2 separate regions of the Sus scrofa genome follow, and region 2 is linked to region 1. Evidence: chromatin contacts called from public Hi-C data. All regions are on one chromosome and are shown on one strand. Each heading gives the region's core, a stretch centred on a gene start, on an enhancer-like site or on the middle of the called end of the contact. The rest is flanking DNA. Distances are from core to core; before and after follow the strand shown.

What was found. A called contact is a pair of places that touch in the nucleus more often than the background predicts.
Region 2: a contact with region 1 is called in a Hi-C map of liver, with 4 times the contacts expected there. The contact joins the enhancer-like site here to the promoter of CBX7 in region 1. A contact is called at or near these places in 7 of 47 Hi-C or Micro-C datasets (blood, embryonic fibroblasts, fetal heart ventricle and 4 more) and 1 of 2 datasets of contacts at active chromatin or transcription factors (alveolar macrophages).

What each region holds. Positions count from the first base shown.
Region 1 is chr5:9,066,742-9,072,570 of Sscrofa11.1, reverse strand. CBX7 (chromobox protein homolog 7) reads right to left here and starts at 2,259. Exons shown (of 6, transcript XM_013997510.2): 1 at 1,968-2,259. The coding sequence starts at 2,036.
Region 2 is chr5:9,142,697-9,148,525 of Sscrofa11.1, reverse strand. LOC110260644 (a long non-coding RNA gene) reads right to left here. Exons shown (of 3, transcript XR_002343893.1): 2 at 14-95. Among named protein-coding and RNA genes, the nearest start is that of APOBEC3B, 30 kb to the right of the region's middle. Within about 2 kb of position 2,650, at least 45 of the 83 cell types and tissues checked have an H3K27ac peak or open chromatin away from gene starts, as enhancers often do. A contact at or near this core is called in alveolar macrophages, embryonic fibroblasts and liver, where this site is marked.

The DNA of each region.
Region 1 (5,829 bases), core at 1,010-3,509:
TCTAGAGACTCAGGCAAAACCCCCAGAGAAGGCTGAAAAAGTCCTTGAGAAAGAGTGATCACCTCTCCAGAGATGAAAATAGAGCCAGGCTTCTCCCATTCTCATAGATGACAGGGGCCTTTAAAAGTCTGACCCCACGAGTTCCCGTCGTGGCGCAGTGGTTAACGAATCCGACTAGGAACCATGAGGTTGCAGGTTTAATCCCTGCCCTTGCTCAGTGGGTTAACGATCCGGCGTTGCCGTGAGCTGTGGTGTAGGCTGCAGACGCGGCTCGGATCCCGCGTTGCTGTGGCTCTGGCGTAGGCTGGCGGCTACAGCTCTGATTAGACCCCTAGCCCGGGAACCTCCATATGCCGCGGAAGCAGCCCAAGAAATGGCAAAAAGAAAAAAAAGTCTGACCCCAACCGATGGGTGACGGCCCCTCCACCACGGAATGTTAGGTCCAAGACAGGTCACCTCCTAATACCATAATACCTTCCCTCTCACCGTACAGTTCTCTTTCTGTGTGGCACACAGCCGGGTTGGACAGCATCTATATTTATTTCCTCTTTCATTGTGTGTCTTGTCTGCCAGATTGCCAGCTCCTCCAGGGAAGGAGCGCTCTCCTCGGGGCTTAGAATGGTGCCTGGTACACAACAGATCCTCAATGAATATATTTTGAATGAATGGCTTAAAGCATGAGGCTCCTCACTCTATGGCATTACCCCCAGGGGCCGTGGAGAAGTAAGCAGGTAATTGCCGTACCTGCTCTGGCCTCACTGCGTGGAAAGCACTGAGCTTTGTGGAACAGATTAAAATTGAGGAAACTCTGGAGGAAGGGAGAAGGAGAGGCAGCCCGGACTTGAAGACAGAACTCCGCCTCGTTGCAGTTGGGGCAAGAATAGAATGTCACGGCCCACCTTGACTGCCACTCTTAGCCCAAGATGCCAGGACTGGATTTTTTCTCTCCAAAGATGAGTTGGCAATCAGCCAATTGGAGCTCCTGGCTCTACTTTTATCTCTAACTTGCTGTGTGACCTTGACCAGGCTACTTCCCCAGCCCGGGCCTCAGTCTGTGCCTTGGTCAAATACAAGGAGATGAACTCTTTAAGACCTCTTCCTATCCTGCCGCTAGAATTTCCCAAGGGGCTGCGGAGAGGAGATAAGGCAAAAGGATGGTGGTGCGTGCTGGGGACAGGAACTTTCCTCAAACACTTCGTCCCCAGCCTCCAGTCTGGGGCCGGATCACTTTGCAAACGTGTGCACGGCCAAAGTCCAGCCCTGAGGCACAGGGACCAAACCCAGCGGAAGAGATGCCTCCTTAAATTGCAGGGTGTATGTTTTGGAGGCGAAGGCGAAGGGGGAGGAGCTTCGTGGATGCCCCAGCGCTGTAGGCAGCTTCTCGGAGCCCGGCTGGCCTGGCCGGGCGGGGCTGCGAGTTGGGGAGGGGAAGACGGGGGCGTGCACTGGCAGAGGGGAGAGACTCGGAGGTGAGGGTGTGGAAGGAATCGGAAAAGGTCGAAGTCCAGCAGTTAGACTTCAGAGACTAAGAGACGGCTTTTTCCAAAGCTCCGCCTCCAACTTCAAAGGACTTGGCACCAAGAGTCCAGAGTCCTGAGTTCGAGACCCCGATCTGCGTCGAACACACTAGGCAAGCCGTTTCTTCATTTGGGCCTCAGTTTCCCTATATTTAGAATGAGGGGAGGATGAGAAAGGATGACATTCAGGATCCCTACGGTCTGATCCTAATTTCTAGCTCTGGCGAGCTTATCTGCCCCCAGCATCCTGGGGTGACAACTTTTATACTACTAGCCCTACAAGGTAGCGGGGGAAACTGAGGCACGGGTTGGGGATGGGAGCCCGGCAGTGCGGAGCTGCCTGGGCACCCCTGCCCCACTTTCGCCGTCGCCTCCAGCTTGAAGGTGACAGTGCTGAGGACAAGAGGGGACCCCACAGGGGTCCTGGGAGCCGCCCCCGGGCAGCCTCACCTTCCGCACGCGCTTCTTCCGGATGCTCTCTACGGCGAACACCTGCTCGCCGATGGCTGACAGCTCCATGTGGGGCGGCGGGCGAGCGGGCCCGGGGCCTGGCCGGGCCGGGCCGGGGGCGGAGCTGCGGGGCCGCGTCTGCGGCGCGCGATGCTCGGGCCAGCGGGGACCCCGTCACCCTCGCCCGGGCGCGCACGCGCACGCGCACGCGCGCACACCCCCTCGCGCTCCCTCACGCCGCCGACGTTCCATTTTTGAACCTGCGCAACGTTTTCCTCGGCGCGCGCGAGCGAGCGAGCGAGCGCGCGGGGCGGGGGCGGGGGCGGGGCGGGGGCTCGGCTCGCGCTGGGCAGGTCACGCCCCTCCCTCCCTCCCTCCTTCCTGGCTCCGCCCCGCCCCGCCCCCACTGGAGCTCCGCCCCGCCCGACCTGCGGGCTCCGCGCCGCTCGCTGGAGCTGCGGGCTCGCGGGACTTATTTGGTGCAGTCGCTGCTCGGCTCCGAGCTCTTACTACCCGGACGCATTTCCTAAAATCCTCCCGGTGACTCTGAGGGGCCGGAAACGGCATGGCCCGGGTTGGGCAGATGAGGACACCGGCAGAGCGGGGAGACCATGTGCCCCACCTCGCACAAACGACAGGCGGGGTCGCGAAACGGACCCTTGGGGGGCAGGAGGGCGGGGACGGCCAAGGTTTCCCAATGCGTTGGGGCTTCTCCGCACGGTGGTCTTTCTAGATACCGGCTCCTGAGCGGCGTGATTTGGCCAGTCCTGAGCGGGCGCCCGCTTGTCCATTCTTCTGTCGGTCAGCGGGTCTGCCGGTGCTTGTGCTGAGGCTTCGGGATCCCACGCGGCGGCTACTTCGAGGCAATACTTGGCGACGGGTGCAGCCGCGACAGATCTAAGGTGCACAGTGGGACGGAATTTGGTGCCACGCAGCCACGAGTCCCCAGTCACATGCTTTTGGCTTTTGGCACATAAGTAGGTGTTCGACTGTTTCTGGAATGAATGCATCGGGAGGTCCCGAACGAACCGTTTATCCTCACCTCCCCTCTGTTTCCGCTACGGCGCCACCGTTCATCCTAGCTCGGAACCCTAGTCATCCTTGCCTCTCTGATTCCCAACTCCTGCTGCAATGACCCCAAGTCCCGCCTCTCTGATCTCCTCCCCTCCACACCCCATGTCCGTTCTCTGGGCAACCTTCTCACTGCCCACCCCTCCGAGCCGCCCGTGTCCACACAGTGCCAGAGGGTGCTTTCTGAAGTGCAGATCTGACGGAGTGCTCCGAGTGCTTAGAAACCTTCCGTGGCCCCCCTGTTGCCCTCTGTCTGGAAAAAACGCCTCTGTCTGGAAACAAAGAAATAGGTTTACACTGACTTTTTATCAGGAGCAGCGGAAGCCAGTGGGAAGGTGGTAGAATGATATATTCAGAGCCCTGACAGAAAATAAGCATCATCGTCGAAATTCAGTGAAATTTTATTTCAAAATTTAAGCACCCAGTGAAAACATCTTTCTAGAACAAAGTGTAATCATAACATTCATAGATACGAAAACCAAGACCTTGCCACCAGGAGACCCTCCCTAAAGGAAATTCCAACGGAGGAACTTCAGGCAGGAGGAAGATGATCACAGACAAAAGTCTGCTGCAATAGGGAATAAAGAACAATAAGGAACATGGATAGTATGTCATGATAACAATGTCTTCTGGATAAAAATAGAATCAAAATACACAAAACAATGACATATAACTTGGCTGAATGGATTAAAGTGTTCCAAGATCGTTTCATTCTTCAGGAGAAAAATGAAAATGGATCTCAGATAGACTTGGATGAGATAAGATTGAGTTCGATAAATAGATATTAAATGGACTTGGACACCTAGCAAAGTGTCCTTACCAGGGCAAACACAAAGAATGGAAATGCCGTGTAAAATATTTAGCCAAATTACTAGAGGAGGGAAACAGAATGAGAAAATCCTAAAGCAAGCAAGAGTGGAGAGACAAACACAAGACAGATGAGACAAATAAATGACAGATATAAAGTCAAGTGTGTTATAATTCAATAAGTGCAAGTGGACAGAATGTTGTGGTTAAAATACAAAGATAATCAGACTGGATAAAACTACTACATGCAATTTACAAGAGACAGTCCCCAAGCAGAACGAGTGAAAGTAAATGCATGGTTTAAAATATACGTATATATATATATGTATATATATATATAATGCAAATGCTAATGAAAAGAAGGTTGGCGCAGTTTCTTTAGTATCAGAAAAAACATCCCTAGAGATAAAGCAAGTCACTTCATAATAAAAATGGACCATTTGATGAGAAAGAACAGCTTCGAATTTGTATGCAAATACCACAGTCTAAAAATATAAGAAACATGACAAAGAGAACTACGCACAGAAATAGACAAATCCATGATTATAATGGGAGATTTAAAAATACATCCCCTTGTAATTAGTAGGACAAGCAGAAATCATTTCAATAAGGATAGTTAAAGAAAGTGACGAGTGGACTTTCACAGTCCACCATGGCGACAACTGCAGAATACTCTCCCTTTTAAGACATGTGAAATATTTACAAAAACAGTAAATCTCAAGACATTTCTCAAGTCTGAAATCATGTATACATCCCCTGATCACACACATATGAGCCAAAGATTGATAACAAAAAGATGACTTCAAAAGCCCCACATGTTTGGAAGTTAAGAAGTATGTTTCTAAATAACAGATGACTCAAAGAAGAAAGCAGGATAGAAATTATAAAATATTTTTAACTGAATTAGAATGGAATATTACATATTAAAAATTGTAGGATATAGCTAAAGCATAGCTTAAAGGGGAGTTAGTGGTCTTCAATGCGTATGTTGAAAAAGAGAAAAATTCCCATTTTGAGAAGCTAGAAAATCTAGAAAAAGAACAGTAAAGCAAACCAAAGAAAACAGAAAGAACAAAGTTGAGAACAGAGTAAAGATAAGAGCAGAAAGTCATGAAAAGGATCCGCAAAAGCAAAAATTATTTCTATGAAAACAGTAGTTGTATTGGGAACTCTGCGGTGAAATTGATCAAGAAAAAAGAGAGAGGACACAATTAGTTAATATCCAGAATGAAGAGCTTCAAGAGTCTACAAAAATTGAGAAAAAGAAAAGGAGAAGACAAGTATGAATCACTTTATTACAATAGCCTTTAGTGAAGTGGGCAAATGCCTGGGAGAATATCCCTTCCCACACTGACTCAAGAGAAAACCAGAAGGACCGCTCTCCCTGGTCACCACAGGCAAGTATTTAACAACCAGGCGCTGAGTATTCATGACAGGTGCTAGCTTTCCAGCAGAGTCCAAGAGCCCCCTGGCTCGTTCACTCTTTGATCTGCTTGTCATCACAAGGTCTGGAGAATCTGGGGCAGCCGTGGAGGGGTCGTTGCACGGAGGGGTTGGGAATGGTGGCTCTGTACCAACAGGTATGAAACCATTTTAGAAACGATTTCCGTGGCCCCGGCTGTACACCAGTCCTCTCCCCACAACTGCTAAAGGAATTGAATCGATCATCGGTAATCTTCCCACAAGAAAAACTCTGCCTTGGAGGGCTTCACCTATGAGCTCTTTAGAGAAGAGATCATTCCAGTCCTGCCCCACCTTTTCCACGTTATAGAAAAAGAAGGAATACTTCCCAGTTCTTTTGATGACGAGGACAGTACACAAAAAGAGAAAATGATAGCCAGTGTCTCTATGAGTATAAATACAAAAATCCTAAATAAAACATTAGCAAGCCAGATCTGGCAGTTGATAAACATGACAATACGTCAGGACAAAATTGGATCTCACTCAGAGACGCAAGATTGGCTTAACATTTGAAAATCAGTCA
Region 2 (5,829 bases), core at 1,401-3,900, 76 kb before region 1:
CCATTATGCTTACCGTGTTCTTCTGAGAGCTTATGCTGCCATCATTGCTCTGCATTTCGAAGAACCTCTTTCGAGTCATTGATCCATTTTGTGACCTGGAGATAAAAGGCAACTCAACAGTAACCACAGACACTCAAAAATAGCAAACATAAACAATAACTTGCAATCTAGAAGCCCTCTGCTAGTCTGATTCTCATTCCTTTCGAGGCAGTATATCTCTTCTAACTGGCAGCTTCAAGGTTTTATTTTTATTCCTGATGTTCTGAAGCTATGCAATGGTGTGTGTGCACAGAGAGTGAGGGTGATGAGGGGGTGGTGGTGGAAGCAGATGGGTGAGAGCAGGCAAGTCCTTGAAAAAAAAAGTATCAGAATTGTGAGACCATTAACACTTTCTCTTAAGTCTCTTTCCCTCCTTTCTCACCTTTCCCTAGAAGCTCTTTGCTTGAGGTGGCTGGTAGGTAAGGTGTGTAAGATAAAGTATGCCTGGCAGACAGGTGCATACTCTGTGCCTATGCCGACTCATACCTCTGCTCAGCTTGGACACTGATGCCAACTTCTGCCAGGCTGTGCCTTCTGTTCTCTTATGGGGACCTAGAAATAATTTCAAATGTAGTCTCTTCCAAATTATCATGCCTCTTTCCCTCTCCTAGGCTTATTTCTTGGCTGGGGCCTTCACAAAGAAGTAAACTATGTTATTAGAGAAATGCAAGTTGAAACTACAGTGAGGTACCACCTCATACTGATCAGAATGGCCGTCACTAAAAAGTCTACAATGGAGTTCCTGTTGGGGCTCAGCGGTTAATGCATCTAACAGGCATCCATGGGGATGTAGGTTCGATCCCTGGACTTGCTCAGTGGGTTAAGGATCTGGCATTGTCGTGAGCTGTGGTATAGGTCACAGATGCAGCTTGGGTCCTGCGTTGCTGTGGCTGTGGCGTAGGCTGGAAGCTATAGCTCCACTTCCACCCCTAGGCTGGGAACTTCCATATGCTGCAGGTGCAGCCCTAAAAAAAAAAAAGAAAAAAATAAATAAATAATGCTATTTGCAGCAACACAGATGGACCTAAAGATTCTCATACTAAATGAAGTCAGAAAGACAAATATCATATATCAGTTATATACAGAATCCAAATATGACACAAATATGTTTTCTATGAAACAGAAGCAGACATAGAGAACAGACTTGTGGTTGCCAAGGGGGAGGGAGACGGGGGAAGCGATGGATTGGGAGTCTGGGATTAGCAGATGCAAACTGTTCATAGGGTGGATAAACAAGGTCTTACTCTATAGCACAGAGAACTATATTCAATGTCCTGTGATAAATCATAATGGAAAAGAACATGAGTAGTTCCCTGGCGGCTTAGTGGGTTAAGGATCCAGTATTGTTGCTGCTGCGGTGCAGACTGGATGCCTGGCCTGGGAACCTCTGCATGCTGCAGGCGCGGACAGAAAAAAAGATCTATTAAAAAAAAGAGAGAATATGAAAAAGAACGTATATATGTATAACTGAATCACCTTGCTGTACCGTAGAAATGAACAGAACATTGTACATCAACTACACATCACCAAAATAAACAACAAAATAAATTGATGTAAATCAACTACACAACAACAAAATAAATTTAAAAAAGAAGTGAGCTGGAGTTCCTGTCATGGCGCAGTGGAAACAAATTCGACTAGGAGCCATGGTGTTATGGGTTCGATCCCTGGCCTCACTATGAGCTGTGGTGCTGTCGCAGATGTGGCTCAGATCTGAGGTTGCTGTGGCTGTGGTGTAGGCCGGCACCGGTAGCTCTGACTGGACTCCTGGCCTGGGAACCTCCTCCATATGCCACAAGTGTGGCCCTAAAAAGACAAAAAAAAAGAAGTTAGCTAAGCACAGTGACACTGATAATGTGATGGCCATTAAGGGCTACTTTAGAATATTCCTATTATGTTTTGGCTAGTGGTGAGGTTTCACCTTGGAAGCTAGGTGTGAGCATGTGATTTGCTTTGGCCAATGACATGTGAGCATAAGCGACAAGTTACTTCCAGGCAAGAAGCTTTAAGAGCCAAAGAGAGTGGTGTGCAGGTTGCTGTGTGATCAGGTGGAGACTCCGTGGCATCAGCCTCCATCCAGAAGGCTGGTGAGGATAACGGAATAGAGGGTCTCCTACCCCCTACCATGTACATAAGCAAGGAAAAGACTTCATTAATTTAGCCACTGACATTTTAAGGATTGTTCCTGAAGCACAACTAGCCTCTTCTGACCCAAACAGCTGGATGTACATATAAATAAAGAACATGGATCCCTTTGCCAGATTCGCTTACCCTGAAGGGCGCCCCGCAGAAGCCCGTGAGGGTGCCTGCCCCCTACCCCCGACCCCTGAGGCCGGCTTTTTTACAGAGGACACTCGGTATTTTCAAGCTTTCATTATTCTAGTCGCCATTCTTTCATCTTCTGTTTGCCCATCACACACCCCAAATCAGGAATATTCTCAGTGCACCACTTTACTGGTATGGATTTCCAACAAACAAAACTAATCCCGAGAGCATTTACAAAGCTGAAGCTAAGGTTGGGCCTAAAGTCTCCCGTGGTAATTAAGGATCTATGCAATATTCAGAGATTTCCGGCGCGCGGCGCTGCTGCGCAATCGGCCGGGTCCCTGGCGGTGTTTGGCTCCAGCCCCGCTCTACCCGGGTGGCGGTGGGGGCGTCGAGGGGCGCGGGGAGGCCAGGGGGATGGGAGACCCGCTGCGGTCCTGGCTCACTCCAGAGCCGCGGAAGGCCGTCTCGGCCCTCGCACCCGCCGCAGACCCCCCAGCCGCCCTCGGCGCTCGCTGCGCGCGCCCCCGGCTCACCATCGCCCTCCTCGGGCGGCAGCCGGAGCCCAGAGTGCCGGGGACCTGCCCCCGGCATCCAAGCCGGAGACCGCGCTGCTGGCGGAAGGATGGAGCCGCAGCAAGAGCCAGGCTGGGCTGTCGTAAGGCAGGTTCACGAAGAGGCGGGCATCAAAGGAAAATTAAGGACCCGGCTGGGCAGATTTGGCCGCACCAAGACTCCAACCTCCAATCCATTCTTACCCTTTAAGAATAGGATGCTGCTAAAAATCGAGCGCTGTCACACTACGGGGAAACCGGGGCCATGGTTTTGAAAACACAATTTTGTGCCATAATTGCTGCTCAGGACCTATGTTTATGTTCTTACCATAACTGAAATATTAGAAGCTCGGGGAGATTCTGTGAATATGGCAAGAAGGCAAGGATACCACGTGAAAGATGCAGTCACAGTTCTCATAAATCTGAAAAGCTAGAGCCGGGTTGTTTTCGAGAGCAATGAAAATGCCCCTCCCCTTCCTTACAGCCCCCTTGTTTGTGACTCTGCGCGCAGACCTCTGGGTTACACCGAGTAAGAGCACTAAGGACCTGACACCGTGAACACACTCAGCCTAGAGAAGCGGTTTTGTTATCCTTGGCAAACATCCGAACGACCCTTGCAAACTGAATTTGCCAGGAAGGGTTTTCCAAAAATTTGCATGTCTCCCGGATGCTTTGAAATCCTCTTTGAAAAATAATGTAAAATGTCGTAATAAGCTAAAGCCGTGTGGATCTAAAAAAAAAATGTCTAGGTACCTTCACCATGCTCCCCTCCACCTTGTGTTTTTTGGTTGTCATTTTCTTCGCAGCATTCAGTTGGGGGGGTGGGGGTGGGGCTCCATTTGACATCAACCTGTGTGATTTGTTTTCTAGTGGTGGCTTCTCCAAGTGGGTACAGTTCTCCCTGTTTCCTCTTTCCCAACATTAACATATTCAACAACTCTGAGCAGGGAACTGGTGAAAAACCCTTGCTCTTGGGCCTGAAGAAATTTTACATCTATTCCAAAACTTGTTTGGTAGGATCACCATCTTAATTTATAGATTTTAGACTTGGACAGGCGTGGTATTGTCCAGCATTAATTTTGACAAATGCTTTCACTTTTCATTCTCAAACATTGTAACTGGTAAAGAGTGAGTAAAAAGGAGAAAATAAATAGGAGTAAAATATTATGCTCTAAAAAATCATATTTAAAAAATATAATTGTTGGGAGTTGCCGTCGTGGCGCAGTGGTTAACGAATCCGACTAAGAACCATGAGGTTGCGGGTTCGATCCCTGGCCTTGCTCAGTGAGTTAAGGATCTGGTGTGACGTTGCCATGATCTGTGGTGTAGGTTGCAGACGCCGCTCGGATCCTGCGTTGCTCTGGCCCTGGTGTAGGCTGGCAGCTACAGCTCCGATTAGACCCCTAGCCTGGGAACCTCCATATGCCGCAGGAGCAGCCCAAGAAATAGCAAAAAGACAAAAAAAAAAAAAAATATATATATATATATATAAATATAATTGTTGCTGAAAATTGAGCACTGTTACACTTAAGGAAAATTGGTGCCACTGGTTTGGAAATGAGACCTTGTGCCGTGAAAGAACAGAGCCACTCCAACCAAGAAAAAACAAATGAGGAGCCTTTACTACTGGCCAGAGCCACACGCTGCCTAAAAGTGGCTGGAGTGTGAAGCCCTGAACAATGAAATGGCCCGTGTTTATAAAGGCAAACTTACATGCAGGTTGGGAGGGGTGCGCATGCACAAGCAGGGATGCAGAAGCGAGGCGGCAGTTGAATTACTTTAAACCTTATCCAGTCACGGTGTTTAGGTTAATAGCAATGATTTAGGGTAAGGACTGTATTCTCTGACTTCAAGCAGGCAGCTTATGCCAGCGCCAAAGAGGTGATTAGACGAGTCACCTTGCAGCAACTGCAGTTCTCCTGATCAGCTAACTTTGTCCTCTGAGGAAGGAGCTGCGGCCGGGGCTTAGGTGCCGGGTGGATTGCATGACACCGGGGCGCTGTGGAATGTGAACCAGGCCCAGACCTGTGGCCTTCATTCTCCACCCACGCCTCCGAGGGAGATGTGAACAAGGCCCAGGCTTCTGTCCTTCGACCTTATGCCATAAATGTAGCTGAACTAAATGTAAACTTTAGTTCACAAATTAATGCTGTTGAAGGAATGAGTAAAGCAGAAAATAACTTTTAACCACAGACATAGGTTCATTCTACACATTTTTACGGCTGTATAGTTGATTCACAATATTGTGTTAATTTCTGCTTACAGCAAAGTGCTCAATTATACATATATATGTGTGTGTGTGTGTGCGCAGAACTTTTTAAAACTGTTCTTTTCCATTAAGGTTTATCATAGAACACTGACTACAGTTCTCTGTGCTGTCCAGTAGGTCGGTGCTGTCTATCCCCCGTGTGTCTAACAGCTTCCATCTGCTCACCCCAACCTCCCACTCCATCCCTCCCCCAGCCCCCTCTCCCTTGGCAACCACAAGTTTGTTCCCTAAGACTTAGCCCCATTCAAAATCATGTAGTGTGATCAGATATGCTTATTCAGAAGGGTACTATTTTTCTTTGCATGGAAAATGGTGCATTCTGGGTGTTTAAAAGCAAACATTTAGAATTGCACAAATTGGCCTTTTCTATCAATCTTAACGGACCCCAATTTTTTTCTCAGGAATTCCTCAAATTTCTTTCAGATAAATTTCCACACAGCAGAGACACTGGATTGGTTTTGTGTATAAGGCTGCTTCCACCTGAAATACTGTCATAAGCACCTGGGGTTTATTGTGTTCATGATATTCTTAGCGGTAGTAATACATAACCCCGTTTTATGTATCCTTGAATTCTTAACCTGACATATAAAACATGCGTAGATTAAAACTGGTTATAAAATAGTCTTGGGTCATCCGGATTAAGTAGTGCCAGCTGGGTCAGGATTGCTCTCAGTTCCGTTTAACAAACAACTGTCTTTAAGC